5 separate regions of the Mus musculus genome follow, and all the other regions are linked to region 3. A link is a contact called in public HiCAR-type, HiChIP or PLAC-seq and Micro-C data. All regions are on one chromosome and are shown on one strand. Each heading gives the region's core, a stretch centred on a gene start, on an enhancer-like site or on the middle of the called end of the contact. The rest is flanking DNA. Distances are from core to core; before and after follow the strand shown.

The links. A called contact is a pair of places that touch in the nucleus more often than the background predicts. HiCAR-type assays count read pairs that join an accessible place to other places. HiChIP or PLAC-seq counts read pairs in DNA pulled down with a chosen protein or histone mark.
Region 1: a HiCAR-type map of kidney shows a contact between it and region 3, with 11 times the contacts expected there. The contact joins the enhancer-like site here to the promoter of Pcdh8 in region 3. A contact is called at or near these places in 6 of 39 promoter capture datasets (cranial neural crest, frontonasal cranial neural crest, hippocampal neurons and 3 more), 4 of 484 Hi-C or Micro-C datasets (cerebellum, embryonic stem cells and uterus), 12 of 115 datasets of contacts at active chromatin or transcription factors (craniofacial prominence, differentiating embryonic stem cells, embryonic basal ganglia and 9 more) and 2 of 9 other capture datasets (embryonic stem cells and pancreatic islet).
Region 2: an H3K4me3 HiChIP or PLAC-seq map of neural tube shows a contact between it and region 3, with 4 times the contacts expected there. The contact joins the enhancer-like site here to the promoter of Pcdh8 in region 3. A contact is called at or near these places in 5 of 39 promoter capture datasets (cranial neural crest, frontonasal cranial neural crest, maxillary cranial neural crest and 2 more), 2 of 484 Hi-C or Micro-C datasets (cerebral cortex and nephron progenitors), 11 of 115 datasets of contacts at active chromatin or transcription factors (SST interneurons, VIP interneurons, craniofacial prominence and 8 more) and 2 of 9 other capture datasets (embryonic stem cells and pancreatic islet).
Region 4: a contact with region 3 is called in an H3K4me3 HiChIP or PLAC-seq map of neural tube, with 5 times the contacts expected there. The contact joins the enhancer-like site here to the promoter of Pcdh8 in region 3. A contact is called at or near these places in 5 of 39 promoter capture datasets (cranial neural crest, embryonic stem cells, hippocampal neurons and 2 more), 4 of 484 Hi-C or Micro-C datasets (cerebral cortex, cortical neurons and nephron progenitors), 10 of 115 datasets of contacts at active chromatin or transcription factors (VIP interneurons, embryonic basal ganglia, embryonic forebrain and 7 more) and 1 of 9 other capture datasets (embryonic stem cells).
Region 5: a contact with region 3 is called in a Micro-C map of embryonic stem cells, with 3 times the contacts expected there. The contact joins the promoter of Naa16 here to the promoter of Pcdh8 in region 3. A contact is called at or near these places in 5 of 484 Hi-C or Micro-C datasets (all in embryonic stem cells) and 3 of 115 datasets of contacts at active chromatin or transcription factors (embryonic stem cells and epiblast stem cells).

Annotation. Positions count from the first base shown.
Region 1 is chr14:80,193,936-80,196,644 of GRCm38.p6, forward strand. No RefSeq gene overlaps it. Among named protein-coding and RNA genes, the nearest start is that of Gm31776, 50 kb to the right of the region's middle. Within about 2 kb of position 1,311, at least 5 of the 459 cell types and tissues checked have an H3K27ac peak or open chromatin away from gene starts, as enhancers often do. A contact at or near this core is called in kidney, where this site is marked.
Region 2 is chr14:80,171,571-80,174,656 of GRCm38.p6, forward strand. No RefSeq gene overlaps it. Among named protein-coding and RNA genes, the nearest start is that of Gm31776, 72 kb to the right of the region's middle. Within about 2 kb of position 1,416, at least 12 of the 459 cell types and tissues checked have an H3K27ac peak or open chromatin away from gene starts, as enhancers often do. A contact at or near this core is called in VIP interneurons and neural tube, where this site is marked.
Region 3 is chr14:79,770,045-79,772,837 of GRCm38.p6, forward strand. Pcdh8 (protocadherin 8) reads right to left here and starts at 1,268. Exons shown (of 3, transcript NM_021543.4): 1 at 1-1,268. The coding sequence starts at 1,077. It overlaps Gm9748 (predicted gene 9748), which reads left to right. Exons shown (of 2, transcript NR_154550.1): 1 at 1-157; 2 at 2,353-2,698.
Region 4 is chr14:80,137,895-80,140,650 of GRCm38.p6, forward strand. No RefSeq gene overlaps it. Among named protein-coding and RNA genes, the nearest start is that of Gm31776, 110 kb to the right of the region's middle. Within about 2 kb of position 1,322, at least 22 of the 459 cell types and tissues checked have an H3K27ac peak or open chromatin away from gene starts, as enhancers often do. A contact at or near this core is called in VIP interneurons, cerebral cortex, cortical neurons and 2 more, where this site is marked.
Region 5 is chr14:79,388,996-79,392,080 of GRCm38.p6, forward strand. It overlaps Naa16 (N(alpha)-acetyltransferase 16, NatA auxiliary subunit), which reads right to left and starts at 1,673. Exons shown (of 20, transcript NM_025832.2): 1 at 1,567-1,673. The coding sequence starts at 1,620.

The sequences.
Region 1 (2,709 bases), core at 61-2,560, 420 kb after region 3:
AACCACGGCTAATGATAGCATCACACTTGAAATTAGAATTCAGTATTCAGAAGAAGGAGTAGCATGCTGCTGACATGAAAACCGCCATTCAAAGGAGGGAGAATGGGCTCTTTCCTTTTCATTCTCTTTGTGTTGACGTTTGAAGAAATTTGCCAGTGTGACACAGAAATGTCATGGTAGGGTTTTTACATTTTATTTATTTTTTAAGTGTAGTGCATTCTTCTTATCGTCAAATGACCGAGTTAGAATGGCTTTCTGGGACAATTACAAACACTGAACTATCAGGGGTTAGCCAGATATTTCTATCACCCCAAGTAGCTAAGTATTTCTTTTCTCAACATGGGAAGTCCTACTCTTGTCTGGCAGATGTTCTGGATTTCAGGGAGGCACTTCATAATAGTATTTAACCAAAGATAGTGTGAAGTAGTTAAGAATCTCACCCTCTGTTCCTCTGAATATAACGGAAATGGAAAGATAAACAAGAGACAAACCAGGTATTTTTGTTCTACATCAGAAGAAAGATGAACTTGTAATGAAAACAAGTTATTGTTTTTCATGTGCAAACTTTTAAGAGATTGTTATTATTTAATAATAATAATAATGGTGTCACATGGAAAGTGGTGCTCTTTGGTTCATCCTCCATCTCTCTGTGGAAGATGATGGGTCACCAATGCCAATAGGATTAAAATGCTGGTCACATTAGGGGCTCATGAGGACAGACATTATGTTATAGCATTAGCTATTGTACTCTGAGGCCAGCGTCTTCTATTGAATGTTATAACAAATTGAGTGCCACAGATTAATCACAAGAGCTAATTTTAGTGAATTAAAAAGCCTGTTTATTCCTCTCATTGCTCATAGCTTTAACCTCTAAGGCAAACTCAAGACCATCCACTGAGAACTCTGCTGGCTTCCACTGGAAATGTAAAATTCTTCCTTGATATTAGAATGAAGGGACTGAGTTTGTTATAGGGAGCCCATAAAACAAACTTCATTCTTTCTGGAGTAATTGGCTTCCTGCTGTCAGGCACTCTGAAGAGAGGGCTGACAAGCCTTTGAATTGGTGTGTTAGTCCCTTGCTTGTGTGTCTCTCAGCATGCTCTGTTTATTTTCCCTTCTGTTGGCACACCCTTCACTTGGTAAAGATGAGTTTGGATTTTTAGTGTCCTTTTGTACAGATTTATTAGTGATTTGTAGCTGTTTAGAGTTCTCATGCCTCAACAATTGTTCAGTTCTCAGATAGGCAAGGACACGTGGACTTGGAAGACCTTGGAGTTCTGAGTGGCCCCAGGTGGCCCAGGGACTTTGACCTTTTCCAGGTCTGGTGTTCCTGTGTTTTCCCTGACAGACTCACTTGGCGTTTATGAGAGGGAGAAAGTAGTTTTATTTTCAGCATCTTGCCCTTTAGTCCACTTTAGAGTGCCATTGCAAAAATTTTCCTTTCAGAGGAGAGCTCTACCCTAAGAGATTACTTTGGGGAAAAGATATCCCAGTTCTCAAAGTACTGGAACAAAAGTGGTTCTGGGGCACAGATTAATAGGTAACTAAATCAGAACAGAAACATTTTTGAAGGTGGCTGACATGCAAAAGCAATAATAGAGGTGCTGAAATTCCCCAACGCCTGGGCTTACTTGATGGGGTCAGACTGAAGTGAGGAGAATTCAGAAATGCCACTTTGTGACTCTCATTAACTTCCTCTTCATTGGTACTCATCCCTACCAGGAAAGGAATTGCAATGAGGAAACAGGATCTTACAAAGTGAATAAGAAGGAAGAATTTTAAGTATCTTTTGAATCCTATTTATGAATTGCAGAAGTTTCCATTTGAAGTATGTAACTGGAATGCACATTATTTATTTATTTATTTTTTGTGAGAGTGGGCACAGGGCCAAATAGTTGTTCAAGCTAGCCATAAACTTCTCATGATCCTCTGCATCAGTCTGAGATTATAGATGGGTAACAGCAGATTCTGCCTGGGATACGGATGTGAAAGATATAAATTAAAGCAACAACTTAGGAGATAGTAGAGGGGGTGGCGGGAGTCTTTGACTTAATTAAAGCAAGTCGCCTGATATTTATGTGCTCATTTCTCTACGTGAAACCTGAAAAGTTTGAGTAAATGTTAAAAGTTTGTAAGTTATGTCTACAGTAGTTATCAGACTTGGGATAGTATGTTACAAGTGCTATGGGCGGATATCATGTCTGCTTACCACCCCTACGGTAGTGGAGACATAGTTTAAACAGCTAAGTATCGGAGCAATACAAGGACAACATCATCTGCACCTGAGGAGAAGGAGACTCACACTTACAACACTGTGATCATCAGCCCTTCCTGCAGATTTTGTGGGCTGTTGTATCTTCTCTCATAAGCAAGGCACAGACTCACTGAAAAACTGCTGCAGGGACATGGCAGATGTGTACAAGGCTTGGGTATACAACAAGATGCTTAAATAAATGTACTGGATTTTATGGTGTTGTTATGGTGACAGCACTGAGGGATCACATTTGTTAGTTGTCTCCCATGTTGACTTTGGCTATGTGACCTGTTTAAGCAATGGGACCCTAGCAAATGTGACAGAAGCAGGGGCTGAGCAAATGCTCGCTCATAGGTTTGTCCTGTCACTTGTTACTTTTGTAACCTAGGTTTGGTGTGAAGAAACCTTCTGGCCTGTTGGCGACATGTGGCTCAATTGACAGTATATTCTATCAA
Region 2 (3,086 bases), core at 166-2,665, 400 kb after region 3:
GTAGGAACTAACCCCAACCAGTGTAAGCACACACACAAACACACATACATATAAGTTAGGCTGAACCACAGGGAATTGCTGTTCTTGCAAGTAAAAAGCAATTTCATCTGGCTCAACCATTTGGAAGGTATAATCAAGATGATCAAGTTTTGCTTTTGTTTTTGTTTTGTTTTTAAGTTATTCATGGGCTGGAGAGATGGTTCAGCTGTTAAAAAGCTAGGCACAAAACTAAAAATCATTCATTTCCCCCAAAGAGTACGGGCTCCTTTAAAATCAACCCAATAGAGGTCTGTTTTCAAAAATGATGTGTGGCCTAGGGCATTTTCCGGAAAAGTCCTAAATTTGAAGTTTTTATTCACTGTCTGTTTAGAAATCAATCTTTATCTTTCAAGAAGGAACTAGATCTTGGAAGTAACTTAAAGTCATCAAAATTACTTCTTGTGGTTAAAAATAATTTTCACTACATGGAACTATTTTGAGAGGTTTTGTTTGTTTGTTTGTTTTAGGACCAATTTTGAATGTACTGAGATTTCCTTGGGTACCACATCTACCGCCAGAGCAACAGGATTTTGCATCTAAAAGATGTTTCAGAAACCAGCTGTTCTACCAGTCCTTCAGCCTTATTAAGAGAAATTAATAATTGAACCTTGGGCATCCTACCACAGAGATTTCGATGTATTAAATTTATGAAGAGATCCAGAAATGTACATTTGAAATACATTTGACAGGTAATTTTGAGGCAGGAAGCTGTCACCGTGCTTGGAGTGGATGCTCTTGTTTGCAGAGATGGACTCTGAAGTCCAGTGACCTGTTCAAAGTCATTCTGCTAGACAGTTGATCCAAAGTAGCAGAACTCTAGGGGAGGACTCCTGGGGGCAGTAAGGGAGGACTCCTGGGGGCAGTAGGGGAGGACTCCTGGGGGCAGTAGGGGAGGACTCCTGGGGGCAGTAGGGGAGGACTCCTGGGGGCAGTAGCGGGAGGTGGTAGAGGCTTCCAAGGGGTTATGTAAATTTAAAACAAAGACCTGTATTTGTTGGCTAGTTCAATGCAACCATTTTTTTTTTAGATCCCATAGATTCTCATTTAAAAAACGAGAATTACCCTGAGTTTTGTGTACTGTTAATGATCTTCTGTTTAATAAACATCAACCACTCTGTTCTTATCTAAAAATCTGAATAATATTTCTTAGTAGCCATTGCTTTCTCCATCCTTTCTCGTTTTCATAGCCCCTTTCTCTAGTGTCCCCTACTGACATTCCTCTCCACGACTTTAGTCACATCTGGGGTCTTGGTGTGATCACCAGACAGAGCATCATTGTTGAAAGGTTCTTCTCATTATAATAACTCTCTGGAATTCTCCCTGAGAGGAACAGCTGGGTCTTTTCACATTTTGTCTTTATGCCCAATTAACCCCTAACTACAGCCCTACTGAGTTGTTATTGTTGCAAAGGAAAAAAATCAACTGTGAGACCCACATGTCTAGACAGTGAAGGACTTAGCACAGAAATTCCTTCTTTGTGCCAGAGGTTGCCAAGTGAGTGGTGCAGGAGATAGGAAGAGTAGCCTGCACAGCTGGTAGCAGCTGTACTTGCCCATGGGCTCTTCAGACCTAGTTTTGAAGCCAGAGGCGCTAATGATGGGGACAGAAAAAGAACAACAGCATGTGGCATCCATGCAAGGTGCCAGTACTTGTATCTCTTCCCCATCTGTTCCCGTCACCCTTGCACTCTCCCATTTGCTCACACATGGATAGGCAATGGGTGACCAAATGCTGCCTGAGGGACTGGACCTGATGCTGTTAATTACTAGGAGTGTTGAGAGCCAATTATCTCCACAAAACCAAAACATCTTCTTATAGCATTTCAAATGGACATTGTTTCATCCGGGGTGGAGACAAAGTGGACACTGTTGCTTGCTTCAAATGAGAACAAAAACAAAAACAAAAACAAAAAAATCACGCTCACTTCTTTGCATTAGTATTATCGGTTTTCAAATGCTATAATGACTCAAAGAATGAGACCTATAATGTAGACAGGGTAGCTCTCTATGGATGTATTTGTATGTCTCTTTCCAACTGTGTTGGATGCACACATATAAAATGCAGATCTGTCTGCGAGCTTTTACATACACACTGCGAGTGCAGTGTCTGTTTTTGCTTTGGCAGACCAGTCTGACCATGCTTTGTGTTTGTATCACTGGATAATGTCTCCGCCCATTCTTTCTGCATTCCCAGTTGATTTAAAGATGTCATCTACATTTTGTAAAACCTCCATGGATCACAATAGTACATACGTGTCTTTAGGTATTTGTTGAGAATCTACTTCAGGGCTTCATTTATCAAGCATAAATAATTGGATAAAAGCCTTCGAGGTAACTCTTATCTTTAGTAAAAGTGAACTGATGCTTACATAAGACTAATGAGGTGTAAATGTGAAATAATTTTCTGATTTTCTGGTCAAAACATTTCAACTAAGGAAAAAAAAAGGTAGAAAATGAATTAAACATATTTTCTGCTAACTCTGATTAGTGTCATCGGACAACTGCTCAACTCTTTTCTTTGTTCATAAGCACAAGTCGAGTCATTTCTCTCCTGTGTCATTAATGGGAGAAAGAAGGAGAATTTGTATAGCAAGTGTGTCTGTGTGATTTAGTCTCTCCAGTCCACAGCGGAGGCTTTAGCTATGACGTTAAGTACCTAGAGGAAATGGATGCTGATAAAGGCATAATTAAGCCGTGGAAACACCTGGGAAAGGCTGGATTTTTTTTTCAGGTATGCATTTAAATCCTCCTTTGTTTCTCTATAGGAGGCTCCACATGCCCTGGCAGATGCCTATATTGGGATTCATCCTGGATGTGATTAATGGGAACTTGAGAACATTGTCCCACGGAGTCGTTCATACCTTCCCTGGGGTCCTCGGAGTGTGGTAGGAGCACATCATGAAAGATCTCACCTCGGTGGAGTTTTAAGTGAAGGTAGAGGGTATGGGAAAAGCAGTGTCCATCCACTGGGGTTTGAAAGTGACATCAAGTTGTTTCCATACATAAGAATATCCACTTTACATACCTCTAGTTGGTGATTTCAGCATA
Region 3 (2,793 bases), core at 18-2,517:
CAGAGGAGTGATAGAAATTTCAGGAGCGTTGTCGTTGACGTCTCGGATGCGCACGATAACCTTGCAGGTGGCTGTCCGGGGCCCTGGACCTCGGTCTTGAGCCCGCACGTCCAGCTCGTAGGTGTCCTGGCGCTCGTAGTCCACCTGCCCAGCCAAGGTGAGGCGGCCAGAGCGCGGGTCGAGCCGGAAGAGGTGGCGGGCTTCGGGAGGGGTGCGGGCGCCGAAGGTGAACACAACGTCGCCGTTGGGACCTTCGTCGGGATCGGCAGCGTCCAGGTCGAGCAGCAGCGATCCCACAGGTGCGTCCTCGGCCAATTCCACCTCTGCCACGGCACCCTGTGGGAAGGCCGGGCTGTGGTCATTGGCATCTAGCACACGCACGCTGAGGGCTGCTGTGGCGGAACGCGGCGGTCGCCCGCCATCCTGAGCCACCAGCTCCAGGCTGTAGGAGGCCTGGCTCTCGCGGTCCAACTCCTGTAGCAGCACCAGGTCCGCACACTGGGCACCGTCCGCGCGCGTCTGCAGCTCCACGCGGAAGGGGCTGTGAGGCTCGGCTAGGCGTACACTCTGCAGCCCGTTGGCACCCACGTCCTCGTCCACGGGCACCTCCAGGGGGATGCGTGTGCCTACCGGAGCGCTCTCTGAGACCTCCACCGGGATCTGGGCTCGGGGAAAGCGGGGCGCGTGGTCGTTTACATCCCTCACCTCCACCTCCACGTGCACCAGGCGGAACTGTTCCTGCGAGAAGCTGACAACATCGAAGGCCAGCACGCACTGTGGGGACGGGCCACACAGACGCTCACGGTCCAGGCCCGCATCCCCGACGGTCAGCTGCCCGTCGCCCTCGCGTACCCGGAGCAGAGAGCTGTTGAATTGCTTCATCAGGCGGAAGCTTGTGTCTCCAGACACTTTCATGTGCAGGTCTTCTGCAAGGGTTCCGATGACTGTGCCAGGGGCATCCTCTTCGAACGTGCTGTATCGGACTGTCTTGCTCTGGGCCACTGAGAGCACCCAGCAGAGACTAAATAGCTGCAAGGGGAAAAGGCAAGGGCTGCCCCAGCGCTTCGCAGGACTCATATCGCCAATCCCCAACTGCTATTCCGAAAGGCTAACCTAAAGAGTCTTCCCCGGCGTGCAGATCGGAGCGTGAGTCCCAGGCTCTGCGAGCCCCGTGCGGGAAAAGCTGCAGCTCCGGCTCGGGCTGGCTCGGAGGACGCGCAGACCCACCCTCACTCGGCGCCTCCGCCTCCTTTCCCTGGGCTGGAGCTGCGCTGGCGAGCGCCGCCTCCGTCTTTATAGCTGCCGATATGCAAATCACTGGAAGGGGCCAGCCAATGGTCGCTTAGCCACAGCGCCGCTCCTCCGCCAACCACCGACAATCCCTTTAATGTGGAAAGGCTTAGAGGAGAAAACAGGGAAGGAAAATGAGGGAATCTTTCCTTTGTTTTAAAAACTCCTGCTCCCATTTTCTGTTAGCACCTTGCTTGCAATGAGTTAGCACTGGGCTCTGAAGTAAACGAAGCTGATGATTTTTGGAAATTGGGTGCCAGGCACCCGGTCTCTTCTGCCCGCCGCTGCGGGTACTAAGCCCGAACAAGCTGGGTTTCTCTTCAGAAGCTCCGGGTCTCACATCCTACCCCCCATCCGCCCCTTTATTTTGCATTTTAAAGGCTTCAAAACTTGCTCTGGGGAGCGAGGCTCTCTGTTCGCCTCCTCCCTCAGCTTCCCACCGGTGTGGGGAATAACCTGTCGATGAAGAAGAGTGAAGGGTAGAGCAAAACTGATTTTATTCACATTTGTGTACGCAATTGTGTTTTGCTCGTGTGAGCACCGGTGCCACTTGCCTTTCAGAAAAGAGCCCTGCGATACACGTTAGTATGCATGTCACTGTTCAAATGGCTTCCTTAAGCCCTAGGTGCTAGCAGGCAAGGAAAAATAAAGTTCCAAATAGGATTTAGCATAAGCTTGAGGAGATTTGGAAAGGTTTCAAAGATCAGACTGTATCAAAGGCTTATGAAGCCCTCGTTAGTAGTGGAAATAGAATGGCGTGGCAGGCGATCCCATTGGAGGCCCCGATGTCTGTATTATTTCACTATGACAAGCTAGAGGGGGAGAGAAAGTTGAACAGTTTCCACAGTAGAGTTGGGCTAACTTGAATATAATGAGCAAACGCCACATGTCTCCATTATGCCTCTCTATTCACCCTCAATCCGTGCCATAACTCTCAGGCTAAACGGTGATGGGCGCTGAATCCCACACAATACCGGGTTCCTACTAAAGTGCATTTAGAGATCGTTTTCCTCCTGATGCCTTGTTCCGCCTATTTAGAGGATTTGCTTTCTGTTCTAATAGGGCCTCTCTGGAAGCAACACTCGCCCTGTTCCAGAAGAACAAAATCACAGCGTGACGTTGAAACCTGGCAGGAACCTGGGGTAACTTAGCCATCTGCCTATGAAACCGTAGAACTTCAGCATTACCACTTTCCCTGGCTGGGGTCCTCGAGATGCCTCCGTAGGTATCCAGGTATCTCCACTCCCGGAGCTGAAGGACAGGTTGTGCCAACCTGGAACAAGACTGATTCTTATTGATTCTTACCGAAGGACTCTATTGAACAGGCGATGTAAATACACAGGAAGAAGGGAGAGTTACAAACACAAGTCACACACTTGGAGAAATAAAGACAATGAGTTTGCTAAGCATGTTGCATTGGGCCTCTATTCTTCGGAATCTGGACCATGTTCCTTCTGTAAGGGCCTTTTGCAGGTCTCTTCCCTTCAGACTCATTTGGACCGC
Region 4 (2,756 bases), core at 72-2,571, 370 kb after region 3:
GTCCTTCCCATCCCCTATAGCTCCGATCTTTAAGTTCCGCTGGAAATGATCTTACTGTCTATCAGCTCTTTCACACCAAAGGCCAGAGGACATATCTGCCTAAATTGCTTTGCACAGGTTCATCTCTCAAGCTGAAGGTTTTTCAGTGGCAGCTAATGGTTGTCATAGGGAGGAACAAAAAGGGCTCTTGGACATGCTTCTTTTTAAGCGTCCAGGGAACATTTTCGGGCTCTGCAAAGATTGCTTTACAGAGCAATTTTCACCATTATCTGCTGAGAATAAAACCTACTTTACGAAATTAAATTAGCCAGTCTTTCCTCCCAGATTCATTTCTCCTCCTTTAGTGTGAGAAACCCATCTCTATTTAGCAGGCCATGTAACCTCTCCTACCTCGTTGTTCAAATCATTTAGTAAAATAAAAAGGCTTTAGAAAAGGAGGTTGCAAATATAAACACGAGTGCAATTAAGATCTCAACTCCATTACATTAATATAAGTACTTTGCATGGAGTTCATTACGACGCGCATCAGGGTTTTAATGTTTTCTCCAGTTAGTGCCATTCTTAGTTAGAAGGAAATGGCGTGCTATAGGAAACAATTGCTTGTTGGGTTGGAAAAAAGTTCGAATAGGATTCCATTGTGATTAATTAAACTCACACACTATAAAGTATGAAGAACTAAACAGTTGTTCTTCAAATTGACAGCCTATTCAGCGGCAAAAAGAGATTTATAACATTAAGTTTAAAATTTCCTGATATAATAATACATTATGGAAATCATTCATTTTCCCCCTTTCTGCTAGAGATGTGGTGAACCCTCATTCCCCCCCCCCCCAACGTGAAGAGTAAAGGCACAAACAAGGAGGAAAATGGAAGAAAGGGAAGCCTTAATGAGCAAGCATAGGCATGATAATATGGATAAAAGCCTTTATTTTCTCTCCATTACCCGCAAATTATTTTCTTCAAACATTTTTGTCAGACAAGGCATCGTCTTGGCAGTCAGCTCTAAATGTATGCTGCCTTGCTGAGGAGGGGCTGGACAGCTTTCTCCTTGTGTAACAGCCTTCTTGGAAATCATCGCCCAAATTGCAATACTGCTCTTCTCCTTTTTTTTTTTTTTTCCAGTTCCTTTGCTAGTCTGGCCCCTTCCCCGACTCCCCTCAGCAGGGCTATCAGGAAATAACCATTGTCAGCTCTGAGAATATGAGGCAAGCCACATCAGGGCATCAGGGCCTTATAACTAGCATGTCTGCCAAGGGGATAATGAGCTCTGCTTTGAAAAGGGCCCCTTCCAGCCAGCCTTTCCTCCTCTCTGCTCTATTCTGCCTTCCCCTTGTTGTTCTGCCTCCCTGTGTCATGCTTCGCATCTGTGATTTTCTGAGTGTCCACATCCCTCCTCGGCCAGTGCATCAATTTCCTCTTCCCAACCACTAACTGAGCCCCAGCCCCTTCCTCCTCTGCTATCTTTCCCCCTCCCCCACTCACCTGTCCTCTTAAATTCTAAGTCTCTCAGTTGCAATCAAGATCCTTGAAACCAAATAAGGAGTGATGGAGCACGTCTCTGGAGAGTGTCTTATATTAACTGGCAAGACTCAGGAACTGCTATTAATGAATACAGGCAGCTCCCGGGGGTCAGCCAGTGTTACTAGGGCAGCACATTCAAATAGTCTTTGTCATTGGGAGATTCGGTGGGGGAGTCAAGTGCTGGAGGAGACAGGCACTTCCAAGCCTACAGCAGAATGGGTGTGATGCTTAAAATGTTGCTTCTTTTGCTGTTGCCCTTTGCCCCCTCTGTAGCCTGCAGTCAGCCCCAGCAGCTGCCTGAGCCAGTGAGCAAGACAGGCCTGAAGTGAACAGTGACAAGATTTAAGCCTTCTTTATTGTTCTGAGAATCAAAGAAGTGTTCCTTTTAAATTCCTCCACTTTGTAAGGAAGCAGCTTTCCCGAGGAGAATGGTAGCTTTGTGATCAGGAGCTAATGGGTTAAGACAGTGCTAGCCATACCTGTTTTGGGGAGATGTAGACTTAAGAATCTGAATTGTCTAATTTCTCTAAGATCGGAAGTGATAAAGTAGACATAAACACAATGGAATTGGCTCCTTAATGTTCCTTTAATGGACACTTTGAGAATGTCAAGAAGCAACGTCCACCAAACCACAAGGACCTCAGCACTGTCTCTCAACTTCCCAACTTCTTTCCTTGTAGCCACATACATTTTTCTTTATAGACAAGGGTTATCCAAGAACAGAAACGAAGGGTTAAAAAATATTTCGGGAGTCAACATATTAGGAAACTAGTAATATGCAAGTGATTCCTCTTTTGTGATTTTTAATCTTTGATGACTGTCTTTTTTTTATTATGTATTTTCCTCAATTACATTTCCAATGCTATCCCAAAAGTCCCCCATACCCTCCCCACCACTCCCCTACCCACCCATTCCCACTTTTTGGCCCTGGCATTCCCCTGTACTGGGGCATATAAAGTTTTCCTGTCCAGTGGGCCTCTCTTTCCAGTGATGGTCTACTAGGCCATCTTTTGATACATATGCAGCTAGAGTCAAGAGCTCCGGGGTACTGGTTAGTTCATAATGTTGTACCTACAGGGTTGCAGATCCCTTTAGCTCCTTGGATACTTTCTCTAGCTCCTCCATTGGGGGCCCTGTGATCCATCCAATAGCTGACTGTGAGCACTTTGATGACTATCTTGTAAATGTAGGAAAACCAGAATTTCGAAATCTCAGCTAGAAACCTATTTATGCAT
Region 5 (3,085 bases), core at 423-2,922, 380 kb before region 3:
GAGTTTGACTATGGGAGGAGACAACTGACTCCTGGAAGGTGTCCTCTAATCTCTGCACAAACGCCATGGTGTGCACACATGCACATAAATAAATGTAGTAAAAAAATTTTTTAAAGGTCCAGCTTTGACTATTGAGGTTCACTTGATAATTAACAAAGACAGTGGGCTATAAGCAGAAGAAACTACTGAGGAAGAGTACAAGTGTTCTTTAACTAATCCTGATCTTTGTCAGCTACCAAAGGAGTGAACACTTCTGACATTTATTTGCCACACACGCTTCTCTACTAACTGTACCAAACTGAGATTTGAAACATTATCATCCCAAGGCTAGATGTGGTATCCAGAACTGTAATCCCATCACCCTCCAGGCAAAAGCAGATGAGTTCAAGGTTATTTTTGGCCAACCTGAAATATATGGCCATCTCAAAAAAAAAAAAAAAAAAAGAAAGAAAGAAAAAGAAAAAAAAAGAAAAAAAAAAAAGAAAAAAAGTAGTCCCCTAGTCCACTTGTATCATTGTTAACATTCTCAATGCTACATGTCAAGCTTCTGTTGGCTTGAGCCAGTACTAAGTGTAACATTTTGTCAGGTGATGGCAACAAAGTATTAAGATCAGTGTTTCCTTACTCAACAGCTAACGCTATTCAGCCACGTGCTCTCAATACAAATTCACCCTGAAATCTAAAAGCTTGCCCAGCAAGTAGCACATTCTCAAATTAAAAGGGCAGCTTAGAACATACCGCTATTAACTCATTTTCTTTTCTAAATCTTTAAGAGCCCCGCAACATACAGAGAAGAAGCGTGTCACCTCTCTCCTCCCTGAAAGGATATAACCTGGTCAAGGTGCCAAGGTGGCAGATATGCTGGCACACTCCCCAGAGAAAACTTCTTGTCTGGGCACAGTGGCAAATGCCTTGAATCCCAGCACTCGAGAGGCAAAAAAAAAAAAAGCAGCTCTAAAATCTAGGCTAGCTTTGTCTGCATAGAGAGATCCAGGCCAGCCAGGGCTACAGAGTGAGCATGTCTTAAGTAAACTTTAAAAACGTAAAACCGAACCTCGTTTAGCTGGGCATGGGTCTAACATGACCAAGGCAACTTGTTATTAATCATCATTATTACTATTCTTATTCAGGCTTCAAAGCCACGTAAAGGGTCTCAAGCACAAAGCCCTTCTCCGCAGCTTTCATCACGAGGACGAGTTAGAAGCAAGTTTCTGGCAAATCACTTCCAAAACCGGGCCCGCACAAACATGCAAACTCTCCCGCACAGAGGCATGGGCTCCCGAGGATCGCGGGCTCCATGTTCCCGTACCCCGCAAGCAGCGGTGCTTGGCCCAGCCTGGACCCGAAGCAGCTCGGACTACTCCGAGGGGAGGACTGCAGGGACCCGCTGAGCCCGGCGCCGGGGTTCCGGCGACTCGGCCGGGGAACTTTCTGGAAAGCTCCCGCAGTGGGGAGCTCCAGAGTCAGGGAGGGAGCGCCGCGGGGGAACGGAAGGAGAAGCGGCCGGAGGAGAGCCCGGCTCGGTGGGAAAGAAAGCGCGCAGGGGTCGGGCGGGCCACCGCTCACCAGCACGCGCTTGAAGAGGGCGCTCTCCTTGGCGGGCAGCTGCACGCAGGGCATCGTGGCGGCGATGGGGAGGCCTGCTCGAGCGACCAGCCAGGACCCGGGCCGCGGGTTACCTCGGCGGGATGCCACGGGAAGCGGAACACAGCGCACTCCAGTGGGCGGCCCGGGAGGGAAGCCCGCGCGCGCCAAGATGGCGACCAGGGCTCGCCCCGCCCCCCCGCGGGGTGCGCATGCGCAGTCTCGCGGCCAAGAGAAAGACTAGACTCTTCTCACCCGGGAGGTCTCCGGGTCGGTGCAGGGCTGTGGCTCCTGTCACGTCTTAAGCGCCTAGTCATTTACTCGCCCTAATCTCTGGACTGTTCGTCTCACGCTGGTTATTAGGCTTCTGTCCTAGATGATGTAAAACTGTTTTCCGAGTTAACTTTTATTCTTTTGTGCAGTGGAAACCCTGCTTAATACCACGAACACTCTTGGTTTAGAATCCATTTGTCCTTCCTTTTCTTGCTGTTTTTAAAAGGACTCTTAAAAAGAAGCCTTAAACCGGGCGGTGGTGGCGCACGCCTTTAATCGCCTTTAATCCCAGCACTAGTTCTGAGTTCGAGGCCAGCCTGGTCTACAGAGTGAGTTCCAGGACAGTCAGGGCTATACAGAGAAACCCTGTTTCGAAAAACAAAAAACAACAACAAAAAAAGAAGCCTTATCTTTTCATTGCATATGAAAGTAGTGATCAGACCTTGAAATGATGGAACTGGCGAGACAGCCCCTTTAGGCAAAGGATAGGAAGGAGAAAAAAAAAAAAAAGTCTCAGCCGCGAGGGAACCCAACATTTTCAGTAATAATTGCAGAATTTTTACAGATCTACTGATCCTCGAGTCTACTGCCTCTTTCACCACATAGACTACCCAATAATGGGAAAAACAGGATACAATCCTAGAATGTTTCAGGGATGACTTCTCCAAAAAAATGAAACATACTAACAACACGCAAGAACATACAGATAGACATCTGTGACAAGAAGGATCACATACCAGATGTTGGTGTAGTATTAAAAGGTGTGTGTAAACATATGTATATAAACATATAAATTCTGAATCCTAATTTCTGCACGTGCCTGTAGTAATAGTACTGGAAAATCAAGGGCAAGAGGATTACAAGTTCAAAGCCAGGCTAGGCTATGTAGTGAGAGCCTTTTTTTTTTTTTTTTTTTTAAGGGGACGGAAGAAGCTACAGGAATCGGGAAATGGCACATCCTATAAAGTTCATTCTCCAGAACCCTTTTGCTTGTTTTGTTTTTCAGAGACAGGGTTTCTCTGTGTACCCTTCGCTGTCCTGGAACTCACTCTGTAGACCAGGCTAACCTCAAACTCAGAAATCTGCCTACCTCTGCCTCCCTAAAGCTGGGATCAAAGGCGTGCGCCACCACTGTCTAACATGGAAGGTGACTCAAGATAGGGTTGCCCGTGTCAATCACTTGCCAGAGATAACTATAGGTAATAATTCTACATAAGACACCACATTG